Linked DNA regions of Mus musculus: regions 1, 3, 4, 5 and 6 are each linked to region 2. A link is a contact called in public promoter capture Hi-C data. All regions are on one chromosome and are shown on one strand. The core of a region is the stretch at or near the end of the contact, and the rest is flanking DNA. Distances in the headings are between cores, read along the strand shown.

Evidence for each region. Promoter capture Hi-C pulls out the DNA fragments that hold promoters and counts their contacts.
Region 1: a contact with region 2 is called in a promoter capture Hi-C map of liver, with 3 times the contacts expected there. The contact joins the promoter of Wbp4 here to the promoter of Dnajc15 in region 2. A contact is called at or near these places in 3 of 39 promoter capture datasets (liver and pre-B cells).
Region 3: a contact with region 2 is called in a promoter capture Hi-C map of liver, with 3 times the contacts expected there. The contact joins the promoter of Gtf2f2 here to the promoter of Dnajc15 in region 2. A contact is called at or near these places in 3 of 39 promoter capture datasets (liver and pre-B cells).
Region 4: a contact with region 2 is called in a promoter capture Hi-C map of liver, with 3 times the contacts expected there. The contact joins the promoter of Naa16 here to the promoter of Dnajc15 in region 2. A contact is called at or near these places in 2 of 39 promoter capture datasets (the C10 cell line and liver).
Region 5: a promoter capture Hi-C map of pre-B cells shows a contact between it and region 2, with 2.7 times the contacts expected there. The contact joins the promoter of Sugt1 here to the promoter of Dnajc15 in region 2. A contact is called at or near these places in 2 of 39 promoter capture datasets (the C10 cell line and pre-B cells) and 1 of 484 Hi-C or Micro-C datasets (B cells).
Region 6: a promoter capture Hi-C map of liver shows a contact between it and region 2, with 3 times the contacts expected there. The contact joins the promoter of Serp2 here to the promoter of Dnajc15 in region 2. A contact is called at or near these places in 3 of 39 promoter capture datasets (hippocampal neurons, liver and pre-B cells).

What each region holds. Positions count from the first base shown.
Region 1 is chr14:79,479,895-79,482,814 of GRCm38.p6, forward strand. Wbp4 (WW domain binding protein 4) reads right to left here and starts at 1,374. Exons shown (of 10, transcript NM_018765.3): 1 at 1,037-1,374; 2 at 479-551. The coding sequence starts at 1,038. Elf1 (E74-like factor 1) reads left to right here and starts at 1,300. Exons shown (of 9, transcript NM_007920.4): 1 at 1,300-1,743. It overlaps n-TEttc4 (a tRNA gene), which reads left to right and starts at 1,774; the gene lies at 1,774-1,845.
Region 2 is chr14:77,873,060-77,876,208 of GRCm38.p6, forward strand. It overlaps Dnajc15 (DnaJ heat shock protein family (Hsp40) member C15), which reads right to left and starts at 1,858. Exons shown (of 6, transcript NM_025384.3): 1 at 1,739-1,858. The coding sequence starts at 1,840.
Region 3 is chr14:76,008,984-76,012,218 of GRCm38.p6, forward strand. It overlaps Gtf2f2 (general transcription factor IIF, polypeptide 2), which reads right to left and starts at 1,882. Exons shown (of 8, transcript NM_026816.3): 1 at 1,697-1,882. The coding sequence starts at 1,762. Gm36429 (a long non-coding RNA gene) reads left to right here and starts at 1,763. Exons shown (of 2, transcript XR_383601.2): 1 at 1,763-2,100; 2 at 2,927-3,129.
Region 4 is chr14:79,389,345-79,392,264 of GRCm38.p6, forward strand. It overlaps Naa16 (N(alpha)-acetyltransferase 16, NatA auxiliary subunit), which reads right to left and starts at 1,324. Exons shown (of 20, transcript NM_025832.2): 1 at 1,218-1,324. The coding sequence starts at 1,271.
Region 5 is chr14:79,586,305-79,589,203 of GRCm38.p6, forward strand. Sugt1 (SGT1, suppressor of G2 allele of SKP1 (S. cerevisiae)) reads left to right here and starts at 1,356. Exons shown (of 13, transcript NM_026474.6): 1 at 1,356-1,562; 2 at 1,650-1,707. The coding sequence starts at 1,525.
Region 6 is chr14:76,555,113-76,558,353 of GRCm38.p6, forward strand. It overlaps Serp2 (stress-associated endoplasmic reticulum protein family member 2), which reads right to left and starts at 1,575. Exons shown (of 3, transcript NM_001160326.1): 1 at 1,319-1,575. The coding sequence starts at 1,402.

The DNA of each region.
Region 1 (2,920 bases), core at 124-2,623, 1.6 Mb after region 2:
AGCCAAGTAGATCTCTGTGGGCTGCGGGCTAGCCTGGTCTACAGAGTGAGTTGCTGTCTGGAAACCCTGTCTTGAAAAATCACCGCCCCCAACCCCCTTGCAAAAATAGTGGGCTCAAGGCTTTCAGCATAAGGTATATTACAGCTGCTCCCTTTGTATCTCACCAGGGAATAATGCTGTTCTCCTTCCTGTGGAGAACAGGAAAAACTACAATATTCCTTTTTAAGGGGCAGGTATTCCATAAACAAGATTATCCCACTCACTGTCCATTTCCTCAAAGTCCCCAGAAATAATTTGGCCTTAAAATCAAAGTCAGATTGATGAAAAGGAGAAGGCTATAGCTTTCATAAGAGGAATCAAACAAAAGAAACCTTTTTAGGTTTTGAAGAATAAAGAGCACTATACACGAAAGTGGCTTATACACACTAAAGTCAAAAAAACAACACATCACGTGAATATTTTAATAAAAATTTCATACAGGCCTATTGTCTGCTATCCAGCACTTGCAGTAATCACAGAATTTCTTTGGTTGTGACTTCCAGTAGTCGGCCCTGAAAAGATAAAAACAACTCTAAGCTTATCCAAAAATTGAAAGGAATTTTTACAGTTGTTAAAAAATGGGATATAAGGCTGTTTTCGGACTTCTGTCTTAGCAAAGCAGTTGTATTATTTATGTAAAGCTAAAGTCCGTGGAAAACTGCTCTCCGGTGAAGGTAAATCACACTGCACCGAGATGAAGAAGTCTCAAAGTATTTCTCTTTCCCGTGCCCTTCTAGCTAATTCATTCGTTCTGGGGACGCGAGGCTGGGAAAAGCCCCTGGACGTCTGAGGCCGCAGCGCCACCCCGGCCCCGGGCCCGGGCCCCGGCGGGCGGGCGGGGGCGGCACCCGAGTCCCCGGCTCCTGCCTAGAGGGCGGCCGCGTCTCCGAGAGAACCGGCCCCGCAGGTCGGGCGGCCCCGGGCGAGCGGAGGGGCGGGAGGAGGCCACTCGCGGGCGCCTGGCGGCGCAAGCCCGACCCGACCCGACCCGACTCACATGACGGCGGCAGCTCCGCGGGCAGCCCGCGATCCCGCTCACTGATGTCCGCCGGTGGCTCAAGCCAGGACCTCTCGGTCTCGGCGTCCCCCCCGGGTACGGCGTTTCCACGGGTGGACTACGGCGGCCGCGACGGCCCAACCCGCGCGCGCGGTTGTCACCGCCTCTTCCCCTCCCCCACGGGGCGGTACTCGCGGCGCCTGAGAGGTGGGGTCGGTATAAAGGGGTTGAGGTCACCCAGAAGGGACGAAAGCGCGACGGGACCGGAGCCGCGGGCCCCGAGCGTCCGACCCAGGCTCCATCCCGCGGTCCTCACGCCTCCCGGGATCCAGAACCTCCACTCCCGAGCTGGCTCGCAGCCGAGAGGCTCGATCGCCTCCCCCCAGCCCCGGCCGCACGCCGCCGTTCCCACAGCCGGCGCCGCCCTCGGCTTTGCCGGCTTGCCCGCCCGCTCTGTGACCGGGGAGCAGCCCGGGACCTGACGGCTGAGAAAGAAAGGCGCAGCCGCCCGTTCCGGGAGCGCACGGGGCGCCCGGCTTCGGCTCAGAACTTTCCAGGGGCGCGCACCGGCCCCGCTCCTCCCCCCCGCCACGCCCGCGCGCTCCGCCGGGCTCGTGCCCGCGCGTGGGGCAGCGGCCGCGGGGGCGGCTTCGGCGGCGCGAGTTGCAGCAGAGTGGCTGAGTGGTAGCGGCGCTGACGCTAGTCAGGTGGGTCACAGCAGTGCTTGTAGCAGCACTTCCCATATGGTCTAGCGGTTAGGATTCCTGGTTTTCACCCAGGCGGCCCGGGTTCGACTCCCGGTATGGGAACAGTGTCACTTTTTGCTCTAGTTGAGTTTACTTGCTTAGTGGCTCTGGCTGACTTCTGCAGCCGTGTTCGGGGTGAGTTTGGGAGCAGGCAGTGTAGTTGCTCCCGTGGATGGGAGCTTGGCTCTCGGAGGCCGGAGGAGCGCGGCGGCCGCTCTCGGGCCCGCTGCGAGAGGAGTTTCGCTTTCCCCGCGGCTGTACCCCGCCCTCAGCCCGTACTTTTCCAGGCGCTCGGGAGGTGATGATTAACTTGGGCCTCGCCTTATCTCCCCCCGCCCGGGTGCCCCCTCGGCCCACACCCTGCTCCGCCGCCCCCTTCCTACTCGGCGGGCCGGGGCGTGCCCGCTGCGCTCCAGTTACTGTCAACAGCGGCTGGAGACCACCCCGCTGCTCCCTATCGCCAGACCCCCGCCGATCCCTTGTCGCCGGCTGGGCTCTAGGACCCCCGCCGCGTGCACCCGAGCCCGGTCCACCGCTCCCCCCCCCCCCCAGCAACCCTCGCCTCAAGGCTTTTGCAGAATGTCTCTTATTTTCCTTCTAACTCCCCTTTCCTCTTCAAACACACGGCAAACTGCGGAGAAGAAAAATACCACTGGGATGAGATGTCTTGAAAGAACAGAGCCGGCTTTCCCGGAGGCTGTTTGGAGCGTCACTGATTTAAAAAAAAAAAAAAATCATGGGATGGAGGTGGAGCTTGGAAGACAGAAAATTAGCCCGGAGACTGGGGAGGGGATGTTACAACAAAGTTGCACTGTACTTTTAAATATAGAAGCCCTGTGTTTATTACAAAGAAGCGGCCCAGCTGTGTCAGCAGCCTGAGCGCCGTACACGAAACAAAAGCGTTATCATAAATGCAAGTTGAAATTAGAAAATTGGGGCAGCTGTAATGTTTAGTCTGTTGGGCCTTTGGGCACAAATAAGGAAAAACTGACTCCGGCGGATGAGTTTCTGGTCAAAACCATTACTGAGCAGAAGTTTTGGTTGTTTGTGTGTTCCCAACAATATTTTATAGCCTTAACTGGCACAGCTGAGTTTGAAAATAGCTGTTAATGTGATCTATGCGATTAGGGATTAATGA
Region 2 (3,149 bases), core at 608-3,107:
ACGAAAAGGTTTCCCTTAATTTCTAATAAATGTCTAATAAAAATCACTCTTTTTCTTCCGTTTTTGTTTTTCAAGAAACTGTGTCTCTGTGTAGTCCTTGCTGTCTTAGATCTGGATCTGTACTCAAGATGACCTCGAACTCACAGAGAGCCTCTCAAGGGCTGAGGGCTTACACCATCTGCTCACTGTCTAATTCTTTTCTCTTTCTTTCCTTCCCCCTCCCCCTTTTTTTTTTCTTCTTCTGAGACAGGGTTTCTCTGTGTAGTCTTGGCTGTCCTGGAATTGGCTCTGTCAACCAGGCTGATCCTTCTCAAGGCCAAGTTTTCCTTTCCTAACACCCTTTTGTCAGTTTCCCATTATTTTCAGTTACCTAAAGTCATTACTAATAATCTTGTCGTCTACCTCACTGTTTGATTTAGACCAGGTATTCTCAACACAGTCAACATCGATCCCTCAGGGACAATCTGAAAACGCTGTGAAGCCCTTTTGAGCTTCCACAGTAGTTTGCCTAAGAGGAAGAGTACTTTGTGGATGGTCGACTCCCGATTTCAAAAGTCCTATCATGTGCAAGGCTGGCCAACCAGGAATAAAAAACCATCCCTAACTCTCCAAGTGTTACAAGATGCCAGTGACATTAAATGGTGAATAACCAGTTTCTGGCCATCTTTGTTTTGTTAAGAACTTTCAACCATTTATACTTCTACTCTGTTTTAGTACAGGCTTAATTTTCCATAAGTGAACTTACCCTACAAAGTGAGGAGACATTTCTAACAATTTACCTCAGAGTGTTTGCTTTTTTGGGAAAAAAAAAATTTTTTTAAATAACAACAGGATGCCAATATCTGATAGGCCAGGAAGTAAGAAGGCTGAAGCAGGAGAATCGTAAGCTCCAGGCCAGCGTAGGAAATACAGTGAGTCCTTTTAAAAAATAAAATCCTGCCGGCTTGGCATTTGTAGCTGTCCCATGTACAACTGCTGCAATGCGAGGGCAATATGATCACTTCATTGCAGCCTGTAATATAATAAATAACGTGAAGGCATTTACAAATTCAAACAGCTACTTATTACTAAGAAGATATTTACTTCACCGTTACGTTTCAATTTGACTATTATATTGATTTTTAGAAACTTTAATTTCATGTCAGGATATCACAAGAAAGTTGGTTTTTTTTTTTGTTTTGTTTTGTTTTTGTTTTTGTTTCTGTTATAGAAAGGACAGTGGCGTGAACTGGTGAAGACTCCCACAATTTAGCATTCCTGAGGCTGGCTGTTAAAGAGACCTCCTAAGTTATGTCCTGAATTCTAGACTCTCCTACAGATGTGAACGAGCGGGGTGACTCGGTCAGTGGAGGTGATGGCTGACTTGAGTTCGATCTTCAGGAACCACAAGGTGGAAGGAAAGAAGCCGCCTCAATAAATCGCAAGCATTTTCTGCCCGGATCTAGGCTGAGTTGCTCCAGACTTGGGGGTGCTAGAGGTCCCAACTGTTCTCACGCAGCTTCGCGCCCTGGTTCTTAACTACTTTTCCCCAAGGGAGGCTCCTGGCTCCACCGGGCCCCCTCTGCCCAGGGGGAACCCATGGGTCTCTTCACTGGATAACCGTGGGCCTGTTCTGTGGTCCGTGACACTTTGAGGAGACAGCCAGGTACCACGCCGGGCACAGGCAGCCGGGCAAGGGGGTGGGAGTGGGAGGTCTTGGGGTTTAGGGGTGCAGGTCAGTGGCGGCCGGCAGACTCACCGCTGTGTGGTCGATGTCGGCGTCCGACCTTTGGGCAGAAGGAGGCAGGTATTCGGCGTAGCGCAGCCCCTCTCTGGAGGTCACGCCGCCACCGGTAGCCATGGCACTGCAGGACTCCGAGGACGCACTGAGTTGTCTACGGGGCGTCCGCGGGGACAAATTAGTGCGGACCGGTTAAGTTCGCGCTCTGAGTAGGTGTTCAGTTTTATTAGTGGAGACCTGGCTGCAGAGAATCTGGTTCTCATTCCATCTCCGATAAACTGACCCTGTCAAAGCCCGGGGTCAGACCCTTACAGAGCCTTGTTTGTTTGTTTGTGCCACCCTCCACTATAACAACCAAGCCTGAAGAGGCGGGGCCTTCTTAGGTCTACCTTGAGTTTCCTCTAAAACCAGGCAGGGAGAGATTCCAAAGTACCGCGATGGTGCCTGGGAATAGAAACAAGGCCAGGGAGGGCTTCCTTGCTTGACCTTCCCAACTAGAAATGAATGTGATTTCACATGTTAGTGAAATCACTGGGAAGATACTGATGATCCACTAACTTGCGCTCACAGCAAATGATTTTGACTAATTTGAATACATAAAGACTTAACTTCATTATTAATGTTTAGGTCAAGCTTTCTCGAACAGATATTAGGCAATAACTGAAGCTAATACGCTTTCTAACCCCTGTACCAAGTTGGCTGCTGTTTTACCCTTTATACACTTTGCAATCCAGCCTACAAGAAGGTTTTTTTTTGTTTTGGGGTTTGGTTTTTTTGTTTTGTTTTGTTTTTTTACATTAAAAGTTGTAAGAACCTAGCTGGGCGTGATGGCGCACGCCTTTAATCCCAGCACCCAGGAGGCAGAGGCAGGCAGATTTCTGAGTTCGAGGCCAGCCTGGTCTACAAAGTGAGTTCCAGGACAGCCAGAGCTATACAGAGAAACCCTATCTTGAAAAACAAAACAAAACAAACCATACAAACAAACAAACAAAAAACCAGTTGTAAGAACCTATTAATTTATCCATATATTATTATTCTCATGCTTAGGGCCTGAAGGAATTTAGAATCAGGAAGGAAAGATTACATTAAACACCATGCTAGTACCATATACTAAAAGCACGAGCAAGCATGCTAGATTAGCTACAAATGAAAGCAAAATCAGTGTCAGAGTTCACAGAGAGAAACGAGAACAGCCACAAAGGCTTCCTTGGAGGCTCAGCCACTGATGTGGTCAGTAGGGAGCATGGGGTTTGTTTTAGTTAGAAGAAGAAAGGGGTCACAAATTCCACATGGAAATAAACACCAAGAATTGAGCCGGTGATATGTAATAATGTGTTAAAAATACTTCAGAACTCTTCAGAAACACGGCTTTATTACATAAATTACTTTATTAAGCCAATCCACAATTATTCGTGATCAAACCAAATGA
Region 3 (3,235 bases), core at 632-3,131, 1.9 Mb before region 2:
ACTAAGAAAGGTAGAGAGAGAGAGGGAGAGATGAAGAGAGAGGGAGAGAAGGGAAGGGAAAGGAAAGGAGAGAATAGGTTTTCGTTTTTCCTGTTACTTATAACCCTTTGCTGTATTCTCTGTTTTAGTCAGACTTAGTCACTGTGACCAAATATCTGACAGAAACAATTTAAGATTTATTTTGCACTGGGTATCTCAGTTTCTATCTGTCATGGTGGGAAAAACAAGGAAAAGTGCTGCAGCTCACTCCACAGTGGCCATGATATAGAGGAGATACAGAGAGGGCCAGGGCAGCCCTAAGAACATACAGCCAGAATCTACTTCTTCCAACTAGGCCCCGCCCCACTACCTTTCACTACCTCCCAGAGAAGTCACATTATAAATCCACCAACAGAGTAACTAATCCCTTAATTAGATCATAGCCCTGTGACCTACTTTGCCTCCAGAAACAGCACCAGAAACACCCAGAGGTGTGTTTCATTAATCGCCCGCCGATGAAACTGACAGGACTAACTCCTACCCACTTTAGTTTGTGTCTCTTTGACATACAGCCTTTTCTTTTTCTTTTTGGTTTTTCGAGACAGGGTTTCTCTGTATAGCTCTGGCTGTCCTGGAACTCACTCACCTGCCTCTCCCTCCCGAGTGCTGGAATTAAAGGCGTGTGCCTTTTCAATTTCTTATATTCATCACATATTGGAAAAGTAATATGTGCCAAACACTAATCAAAGTGCAAAGAAAGTGACTTGGGGGTAGGGGCATCAACAATAGATACAGACAGGTACAAAGGAGCACTAGAAACTGTTCAGGGGTTTGAAGAACTTAACATAGTCTGCTGTGCTGGCAAACGACGAGAGCTGTTTCAGAGAAAAGGACAGGAAGAAACACTTTGTCTTGATGAGAACTCAGCCATGGACTTAAAACACTCATTACAAAGATAAACCATTTAAAAAACAAGTTTGGGAAACTTTCATGATCCCATTTAAATATGGTTTTTCAGAATGAGATTCCCCACAGAGCCTCCCACCCCATATAAAAAAAAGTGACCCGAATAGATGGCGACCACTGGGGCAAACGAGGTCTGCCGCATGACCACTTAAAACATTTACTGCTGGTTGGTTTCATGAATCCTAAACTCGCTCTTTAAAAACACGAAGTCAACAACTTCTCTTTGAATTCAGAACTTCTAGGTCTTTCGAAGGCTCCAATTGAATTACCAACCCAGGCAACACTAGCCGTGTAAAGCGACAGGAGTCTACATGGCGAGTTCCAGGCTAGCCAAGTCTACACAGAGAGATTGTTTCAAAACAACAGAGTACACAGGGACCAGCTCCACTTTGTGGTCCAGAAAACTGTACGGAATATCTATTCAAGTAATTTATACACGTTCATAACTAAAGTTAACCTTACCAAAAAGAAAACCGCAAGGACTTTTCCGACCTGGGGTAAATGTACTGCCCACTCGGGGACCACCGGGTCAGGACTCCAGGAAGGCCAGGTCTTGGCGGTAAAGAGAGTTAGTTCCATGGTGGGCGGATGAAATTGAGAGACGGCCTGAAAGACGCCCTGTGTCCCCTAAAGTAACTTCTCCAACCTGCAAACGGACGCAACAGCGACCCGCTTCTCAGAACAGCGGTGGCCCGAGCAAGACGGACCCAGAACTTTCGGAAGCGCCCCGCGGGGCTCGCGTCTCACTCACCTTGACCAGCCACACGCCGGTGTTCTGTTTGGCGCCCGTCAGATCGAGTTCCCCGCGCTCCGCCATGAGCTTGTCGCGTGAGGAGGCGTGCAGTGCGCGCACAAGCAGTGGTCCCGGCGCTGAAAGGCAGAGAGCGACAGTCCAGAGCCGGCCAAGGGAGTAAGTAGACCGCGAAAAGCCGGCGTCGCACACAGCCCGGGAACCAGGAACTTAGATGAGAAGAACACGCCGCCGAATGAAGAACTGCGCCTGCGCACGACTACGTCAGGACAGCGCGCCGAGAGGGACAAACTTCCTGCTCCGGCAATTTCCTAGATGGGCGTGACTCCCGGCAACGTGCAATCTTGGGATTCGAGTGCTGGGAAAGGAAGAGCCTAATCCTGAACCGTGCGTTTACAGCAAAGGTGACAAAGTGGAAAGATTAAGGTTTAGACAGACAAAAGCTGTGTGTATTTATACCCAACCCTAGATAAAGAAGCTAGGCATTTTAAGGACAGACTTGGGGGTAAAAAAAGTCACTTTCTTGGCCCAATTAACATTGGCACAAGTGGGCACTAGAGTACAAGTGAGTATGCTGGACACATGCCTTTTCGAGGCATAAAAATCAATTCACACCGTGCAAGCAGCATACACTCTTTCAGACGCCGAAACCTGAATGCCATCTAATTGAGTTGGTAAGACCCACCATGTAAGAAACAGATCTGATTATCCAACTGCCCTGCTTAAACAGTTTCCGGTTGCAGGATATTGGATCACATTATGAGCCCTGAGATTGTGAACTGGAAGAATCTGTTAATAACTGTGGCTCAGCCTTTGATCCTAGAACTTTCTGTTTACTGTAAACAAGTATAGGTAGCCTGGCTCACCCCTACCTAGCGCGCACATTAATCCAAGAGCTAAATAAAGTCAACCCTAGATCAGGCGGCAGAGCAAGTAGCCAGCTGACAAGAGAGTGAACATGAGCAAGAGAAAGGAGAGAGTTTGAGGTGAAGGGTATTTAAGAGTGCATGAAGGAGAAGGGGCTTTTCCTTCTGAGAAGTCGGTGGAGTGGGAAGGTCAGCTGAGTACTTTTTCTGCCTCTCAGAGTTAGCAGGCTTTCACCGCAGCTTCTAGCTCCTGAGTCTTCATTTGGTAATTTCCTCCCCCACTTGCCTTTGGAATGAAATTCTACCCTGTGCTTCAACTGAGTCCTTTGGGTTTGATCCTTCCTATACTCTCTGTTCCACACAGGATTCCACACCAAGCCCATCCACCTGCTTGAAGACTCCAGGACCTTCCTCTTACCATTTCAGAGCCTCTTTCAAACCAATTCCTGTGCCTTAGATGCCCTGCTTTCCCTGATCTTTACACTGGCCCTGTCCTTTGGCAAACTTCTACTTATAAACACAGACAAGTGGAAATGAAATAAAGACCACACAGAAAAGAGAGTCCCCCTAGATAAAGTTCTGTTTCCCCATATGATAGTGTGTGATGCTTAACGCTGTACCATGAGAGGCGTGTTTATCTTTGTTTTCTACACTACTGACTGAACTCCTAGAC
Region 4 (2,920 bases), core at 74-2,573, 1.5 Mb after region 2:
TAATCCCATCACCCTCCAGGCAAAAGCAGATGAGTTCAAGGTTATTTTTGGCCAACCTGAAATATATGGCCATCTCAAAAAAAAAAAAAAAAAAAGAAAGAAAGAAAAAGAAAAAAAAAGAAAAAAAAAAAAGAAAAAAAGTAGTCCCCTAGTCCACTTGTATCATTGTTAACATTCTCAATGCTACATGTCAAGCTTCTGTTGGCTTGAGCCAGTACTAAGTGTAACATTTTGTCAGGTGATGGCAACAAAGTATTAAGATCAGTGTTTCCTTACTCAACAGCTAACGCTATTCAGCCACGTGCTCTCAATACAAATTCACCCTGAAATCTAAAAGCTTGCCCAGCAAGTAGCACATTCTCAAATTAAAAGGGCAGCTTAGAACATACCGCTATTAACTCATTTTCTTTTCTAAATCTTTAAGAGCCCCGCAACATACAGAGAAGAAGCGTGTCACCTCTCTCCTCCCTGAAAGGATATAACCTGGTCAAGGTGCCAAGGTGGCAGATATGCTGGCACACTCCCCAGAGAAAACTTCTTGTCTGGGCACAGTGGCAAATGCCTTGAATCCCAGCACTCGAGAGGCAAAAAAAAAAAAAGCAGCTCTAAAATCTAGGCTAGCTTTGTCTGCATAGAGAGATCCAGGCCAGCCAGGGCTACAGAGTGAGCATGTCTTAAGTAAACTTTAAAAACGTAAAACCGAACCTCGTTTAGCTGGGCATGGGTCTAACATGACCAAGGCAACTTGTTATTAATCATCATTATTACTATTCTTATTCAGGCTTCAAAGCCACGTAAAGGGTCTCAAGCACAAAGCCCTTCTCCGCAGCTTTCATCACGAGGACGAGTTAGAAGCAAGTTTCTGGCAAATCACTTCCAAAACCGGGCCCGCACAAACATGCAAACTCTCCCGCACAGAGGCATGGGCTCCCGAGGATCGCGGGCTCCATGTTCCCGTACCCCGCAAGCAGCGGTGCTTGGCCCAGCCTGGACCCGAAGCAGCTCGGACTACTCCGAGGGGAGGACTGCAGGGACCCGCTGAGCCCGGCGCCGGGGTTCCGGCGACTCGGCCGGGGAACTTTCTGGAAAGCTCCCGCAGTGGGGAGCTCCAGAGTCAGGGAGGGAGCGCCGCGGGGGAACGGAAGGAGAAGCGGCCGGAGGAGAGCCCGGCTCGGTGGGAAAGAAAGCGCGCAGGGGTCGGGCGGGCCACCGCTCACCAGCACGCGCTTGAAGAGGGCGCTCTCCTTGGCGGGCAGCTGCACGCAGGGCATCGTGGCGGCGATGGGGAGGCCTGCTCGAGCGACCAGCCAGGACCCGGGCCGCGGGTTACCTCGGCGGGATGCCACGGGAAGCGGAACACAGCGCACTCCAGTGGGCGGCCCGGGAGGGAAGCCCGCGCGCGCCAAGATGGCGACCAGGGCTCGCCCCGCCCCCCCGCGGGGTGCGCATGCGCAGTCTCGCGGCCAAGAGAAAGACTAGACTCTTCTCACCCGGGAGGTCTCCGGGTCGGTGCAGGGCTGTGGCTCCTGTCACGTCTTAAGCGCCTAGTCATTTACTCGCCCTAATCTCTGGACTGTTCGTCTCACGCTGGTTATTAGGCTTCTGTCCTAGATGATGTAAAACTGTTTTCCGAGTTAACTTTTATTCTTTTGTGCAGTGGAAACCCTGCTTAATACCACGAACACTCTTGGTTTAGAATCCATTTGTCCTTCCTTTTCTTGCTGTTTTTAAAAGGACTCTTAAAAAGAAGCCTTAAACCGGGCGGTGGTGGCGCACGCCTTTAATCGCCTTTAATCCCAGCACTAGTTCTGAGTTCGAGGCCAGCCTGGTCTACAGAGTGAGTTCCAGGACAGTCAGGGCTATACAGAGAAACCCTGTTTCGAAAAACAAAAAACAACAACAAAAAAAGAAGCCTTATCTTTTCATTGCATATGAAAGTAGTGATCAGACCTTGAAATGATGGAACTGGCGAGACAGCCCCTTTAGGCAAAGGATAGGAAGGAGAAAAAAAAAAAAAAGTCTCAGCCGCGAGGGAACCCAACATTTTCAGTAATAATTGCAGAATTTTTACAGATCTACTGATCCTCGAGTCTACTGCCTCTTTCACCACATAGACTACCCAATAATGGGAAAAACAGGATACAATCCTAGAATGTTTCAGGGATGACTTCTCCAAAAAAATGAAACATACTAACAACACGCAAGAACATACAGATAGACATCTGTGACAAGAAGGATCACATACCAGATGTTGGTGTAGTATTAAAAGGTGTGTGTAAACATATGTATATAAACATATAAATTCTGAATCCTAATTTCTGCACGTGCCTGTAGTAATAGTACTGGAAAATCAAGGGCAAGAGGATTACAAGTTCAAAGCCAGGCTAGGCTATGTAGTGAGAGCCTTTTTTTTTTTTTTTTTTTTAAGGGGACGGAAGAAGCTACAGGAATCGGGAAATGGCACATCCTATAAAGTTCATTCTCCAGAACCCTTTTGCTTGTTTTGTTTTTCAGAGACAGGGTTTCTCTGTGTACCCTTCGCTGTCCTGGAACTCACTCTGTAGACCAGGCTAACCTCAAACTCAGAAATCTGCCTACCTCTGCCTCCCTAAAGCTGGGATCAAAGGCGTGCGCCACCACTGTCTAACATGGAAGGTGACTCAAGATAGGGTTGCCCGTGTCAATCACTTGCCAGAGATAACTATAGGTAATAATTCTACATAAGACACCACATTGACAGATGCAATGTTTGCTTTCAGGTGAACTTCATCCTATGCCCCCCACTCCGTCCCCTATGTTTGAGAGGGTTTGATCTTCTTTTGTTTTGTTTTGTTTTGTTTTGTCTTGAGAGAGGGTTTCTCTGTCTAGCCTTGGCTGTCCTGAAAATTGCTCTGTAGACCAGGCTGGACCCAAACTTTTA
Region 5 (2,899 bases), core at 106-2,605, 1.7 Mb after region 2:
TTCTCCTTTCCCACAAGTGGATTCAGATTCCTTTCTGGGACCTGTTATCTTCTATCAGCCCTTCCCCGCCCCGGCTCGACCCCCCCCCCCCTTCAAACAACCCATTTACAATACAGATGGGATATACCTACAGGTGGCAAATGTGTTACACTTTAAACTTTGTAGTATTCCACACTTCCATCTCTTGATGACCCCATACATACTTAAATCTTTGTAACCTCCGTTTCTCCATCTTGAATATGGGCTCAAGTTTCTCTGTATTTTCAAACGTCCTCCCACCGTTATTTTTTGCATCTGCAAGGGGTGATTGATTGGTAGGTTGAGGTTGTAACAAAAAATTATAATACCCACGATAGCTAGCAAGCACAACTAGGCGTTTGGCCAGTATGGAAAACGTGCTAGAAAAGTGGGGAAGACAAAACTTAGGTCTTTTAAAGTTAGAACTCAGAAAAGTGGGCGAGTTTAACAGTGGGGATATGTACACAAATGCCTGAACTGTAATTTCTTTTTCTTCGTGGACTGTCATGTTTCCAGACTGAGGTCTTATATATATCTTGTTTGAGGAAGCCAACGACCACTTCAATCATTTCACCTACTAAAACAGACTTGGTAAAACGAGTTACTGAGCGTTATCAAGAGCTTTTAAATCAAGTTTGGTGAACCTATAACTGCCACTCCCTCCTGTTGCCCCTTACCACTCAGTTTCAAAGAATTCGCAGGAAACTTCCTAGTGTGATGTTTGGCTCTAAGGACGGCGGGGGACGGGGGGCTTACTGGTTACTTAGAACACAAAGCAGCAATAAGACCATTAGCTATAGGTCACTTTCATCCACGCGGTGCTTGTGAAACAGGCTTTTCTTGGTTTGGAAAGCCGACTTAGGAAGGAAGCTTGGGGTGTGGAGCTCTGGCATCTGGCAGGCCCTCCGGAAAACTCCGTCCTCCATGCCGGTAACGTGACTTCCGGCGAGCCAGGCCGTCCGGGTTCTCCACGGAGAGAGTCATGCGAACTGATGCGCCATCCCGGGCTCTGCTGCCGGAAAAGACCTGGCTGCCACGAGTGACGTCACGCACAACTTGGCCGCCGGCGGTAGCCATGATGAAAACCGGAGTAAACGGAGCTTAACGTGACACTCCTTAGCGAAGCCAGAACTACCTCCCGACGGATCCCCAGTACCTTACAGTGGGCTCCGAGACAATATTTCAAAGCTTACAAGCCATGCCGGATCCCCCACGGGCGTACGGCGGGGCGCGGGACTCACGGCCACGCCCTCGGGGCGGGGGCTTGGCTGCGTCACGGGTAGGGGCGGGGCCGGAGAGCGTTTCCTCCTCTTTCCCAGCCGGCCCCGCGCCTACCTGCCCACCCTTCGCCTCCTTTTCCGCGGCTGCATGCTGCGCGACCGCTGATTGGCTACGGAGGACGGAAGCTCAGTTGGGGTTTCTTTAGAAGTTTTCCCTTCCTGGGCGGCGGCGGAGCTGGTAACCAAGGTAGAAACGCTCAGGCAGAAGCTTTCTTGACTCCTAGGGATGGCGGCAGCTGCAGCAGGACCTGCATCGTCCCAGCGGTGCGTGATTTTCTTCACCTTTGCTGTTTGTCTTTCTATTCTTTCCTTGATTAGAGAGACCTGCTGAAGTCGTTGTTTTCTTGGCAGGCTTTTCCAGAGCTTCTCAGATGCTCTGATCGACGGGGATCCCCAGGCAGCATTAGAGGTGAGTGAGCTCACTGGGACTGTTGGGTCCCTACAGACCCCTCCTCTTCCCGGCATTACCTTCGTGGGAGCAAAGCTACAATGTATCTAAGTCCCAAAATTAAGATACTTAATCTCTTTGTCTCCTTAATACCTTTGCCATAGATCTTGCCCTTCCTCTCCACAAGCTCCCGATGAGGGCACCTCCCTCCCATTTATTTCTTGGAAACATAGTTACTGTCTGTGGTTGCACTTATAATGGCATTTATGATCAAGGAAAAGGCGAAAATAGGGCTTGATGTATCAATTTTTTACTTTAACAGTTATGTTTGCCCTTATATGTCAGGTACTGTTAAGTGTCCTTAATTAAATTTACTAAAGAACATTTTCCCTCTGTGCCTTCCACTTTACAGATGACTGTGGTTGTTCTTTATACAGTTGTTTATAAAACCGCGCTTTTTATCTAGGCTGGCCTTAAACTTTGGATCCTGCGAGTTCTTGGGATGTATCAGTAAATAAACCCTGCCTACATTTTAGTATTATATGATTTGCTTTTGGGCCATTTCAGGTGAAGTCTAGAACAAACTAGCTTTGTACGGATGTTTCTTAGGAGCGCTGGCTGGACTCCAGAGAGTTATCGGCACATGTCAAGTATGGTGGTACAGGCCTGTAATCCTGGTACTCAGGCGGTGAATGCCCTAGGGTCAGAAATTCAAGGTCATCCTCAGCTACTTTGTGAGTTGAGGCTAGCCTGGGATGTGTGAAATTCTTCCCGACACTTCAGAGCTCCCCCGCTGGAAAAAAGGAAACATTTTTATGTTTTGAGCCTTAGAGAAATCACTTTTGTAGAGACTAGCAGACTAGGATAGCTACATTGTTGTTTTAATGTTACAAGCTCCGCTTTGTATTCTTAGGTCTACAGAGTGATCATGAGGTTTGATAGCGCGGTATTAGAGAGCCTGCTGGTGTTGGCGCACACCTTTAATCCCAGTGCTTGGGCGGCAGAAGCAGGTGGATCTCTTGAGTTTGAGGCCCACCTGGTCTACCATGAGAGTTCCAGTATGGCCAGAATTACACAGAGAAACCCTGTCTCAAAAGAAACAAAACAACAAAAATCAAGGCATTAGTGACTTTGAGATTAGGGCTACAGACGCAAGTATCTTTATATTTTCTGCCAAAGGAAATTAAAACCCGAATTGAGAGTAGGGGGAAGG
Region 6 (3,241 bases), core at 325-2,824, 1.3 Mb before region 2:
TGCCACCTTGAGAAGGAAGAAATGATCTACTTTGAGCATAAAATAATTGCCTTTAATGCCAACTTGGGCAGTGGCTCCCTGCCCTGACCCAGTAATAAAACCTCATAGGGGAAACAGATTCCTGCGAAAAATATGGTTCCCATTCTATGGCGCCTTGGCATTTTGTCCCCTCCAATCATAGCTAAATGCTCTAGTTCCCCAAAAGAAGGAATTTTAAGGGTTACCTCAGCCTGGGGCTGTGTACAAAGCTCTGAGTAGTTTGACGCCATGGCTTCTCTGCCACAATTCTGCTTGGTTTAACAAGAATTCCGGTGTGATGACTACACAGCCAGCTTTTCCCCTCAGTTAATCAAACCAACATAATTTCTTTGCTAAAAGGCATTGCCTCATCAAGTCTGCGTTTCCAGACAAACCCAAGCTTCGGCTGGACTTCCCCATAATCGTATGGGCTAATAGATTCCAGGCGCCTTTGCAAACCAGTTCTTCGCAACGATGCAAACCCACACAAGCCTTGGATGGTTCAAAGTCACAGGCCTGACATTTTCTGGAGCAGATAACTTGGTTTCCTAAAGGAAATCTCTGCACTTAAGGTACACAGTTTACTTAAGATTCCAGGGGTAAAGCTTTAATACACAGTCTGGGAGCAAAGAACCTCGGGCACTAAGCTGGTCGCTACAGTTACAGCATCATAATGCGCCAGAATCCATACGGTGAATTATAGGCAGTAACGATGCACTCAGCTTTGGCTGAGGCGGCTTCAGTTTGCAAGAGAAAGAGGAGGGTGAAGAGAAATGTAGCTCGGAATCTCACGCCCTACTTTTATACCATATATATAATATATATGTACACACACACACACACACACACACACACACACACACACACAGGGAGAAGAGACAGACGATCACAAAAAGGGTGGAAAGAAAAATCTTAGCATGGGGGTGGGGAGAGAGTCCAGGGGCGGAGCCTGGAAGCTGTGGATAAGTGGCATTCTATCATTCGTTCATCCTTTCGTTCATTCATTCACTTAGTAGGCTCCCAGCCCAGTTGGCTTCACTGGCCCCTAAGATGCAGCTTTTAGCCTTTTTCAAGGACGATGGCTCCTTCTCTTGGGGAGTCTCCACCAACCAGAGCCCTCTCCGCCCACGAGAAAGCAGAGCAGTCTGCGCCCCCCAGAGCCCCGCTGGGTCCCCCAGCCTGCGGGACCCCGGAGGAGGGGCCGGGAGGCCTGGCTCCGAGCCCACGGCCCGCCCGCCCCGCCCCGCTCCGCCCCGCGGGTCCTGCCAGCTCGGCCCGGCCGGCGCCGCCCCCGCCTTACCAGGGTTTTGGCTACGTTTCCCCTCTGGGTGATGTTTTTGCTGTGCTTCTCGTTAGCCATCCGGATCCGCTGTTTGGCCACCATGGCTTGGGCGCTTGGGGATGCTCTCGACTCCCACCTGCAACGATGGCCGGGGTGAGCCGTAGCCGCAGCGCCCCGCGGCTTGCCCGGGCGCTGCAGGTGGCAAGGCACGGCCGAGCCCCGCGCACCCCGCTCCCGGAGCCCCAGCCAGCCGGCTCCAGAGAGAGGCCAGCGCGCGGACGGAAGTAATCTCTCATCTCAGGAAACCCTCTCCGACTTCCTCGCCATCCTTCCGGTCCCCCCAGCTACCTACCCTGCGCGGCCACCGAGGCAGGAGGCGGGAAGCGAGAGGCGGGCGCTGACACAGCGCCGCGCGCCAAGCCCAAGGGCACCGTGGCCCGGGGTGTCCGGGTCCTGAGATCGAACGCTGCGGGGCATAGGGTTCGGGCGACCCGGCGTTTGTGCGTGCGTGGGGGGTGGGGACGCAGCCGCACCCAGCCTGGTGACCTCTGACTGTTTCCTGACCACCTCGGGACAGGCAGGGATTGGGGCGCTGGTGCTTCAAGCTGAAGGCTAGACCCTAGGCATCGAGCGCTGAGTCTCAGAGCTGAGCCTGGCCAGGTTTGGGTAGTACTGTTGGGAAACACCCCAAAAGAACCTGCCCTTTAGGTGTCTGAGGAAACCCCACTTGGCAAGTTGGGTTGTGCAAAAAGAGACCCTTTGTGACATGGGACGAAGAGCCAAGAAGCCTCTTTCTGGTCCCTGAAAAATGTGGATGAGGGTGGAGTTGGACCAGACCTCACCTTGGCAGTGGTGGTCATCACACTAGCAGATTGCCCCAGAAACCACTGAGTGCATAGAGGGCAAAGGGTTCATGAGCCTACAGTACAGGAAGAATGGATGGCCACTGCCCATAACCAAAGTGTTGACCAGGCTTGGACTCTTATCCCCCACTGCCCCACCACCACTACTGTCTTGGGGCATCTTGGACCTTCAGGCATCCCTGTTCTATGGGGTACTAAGTGTGAGCTCCCAGACAGCATTGGGAGTTTCTCTGCAGTGAAAGGACAAAAATCAATATTTGAATATCCAGATGCTGACCCCGAGATTTAGCTAGGGGAGGAGTGGGGGCTGAACCGCTTATCTTTCCTCAACAAATATGGCTCCTTGGAGCTCAGGAGGGACATCTGGAGAAGTGGGAAGAGGTGGTCCAGGGTTAGGACAATACAAAATAGCACTCAAGGGTAAGGAGTGAGAGCTGTGTAGACCAGATATGTCGGATGCATCTCTGATCCTATCTATCTGTGCCTGGAGGATGCTTCAATAGGCTCTGGTATGGGTAGAATTTCTTATGTGGGTAGAAAGCTAGGAAGAGCTCTTTAGGATACGGTTTATCTTAGAGTTTCTGTTGGGATGAAACTCAAGCAGGGCAGAAACCTGGAAGCAGGAGCTGATGCAGAGGCTGTGGAGGGTGCTGCTGACTGGCTTACTTTTTCTGGCTTGCTCAACCTGCTTTCTAATAGAATCTGGGCCCACCTGCTCAGGGATGGCACCACCCACAATGGGCTGGGGCCTCCCCTTCAATCTGTAATTAAGAATATGCCTTACAGCTGGAGCTCATAGTCTCATTTCTCAACGGAGGCTCCTTCCACTCTGAAGACTCCAGCTTGGGTCAAGTTAGACAAAACCAGCCAATATACCCTTCTATCAACTGGTTAGAAATCTCTTCACTTGAATGAGCAGCTACTGGCTTCATTAACAGTATGAGCAGCCACCAACATCACAGGACCACTTAAGTCTGACCTATTCTGGTCCCTGATTTTAAGGACCACTGTGGGGAGCGGTGCGGCTGCAGGACCCGTGAAACCCACTTGTTTACTGCCTTGCCAGAGCATGCACAGT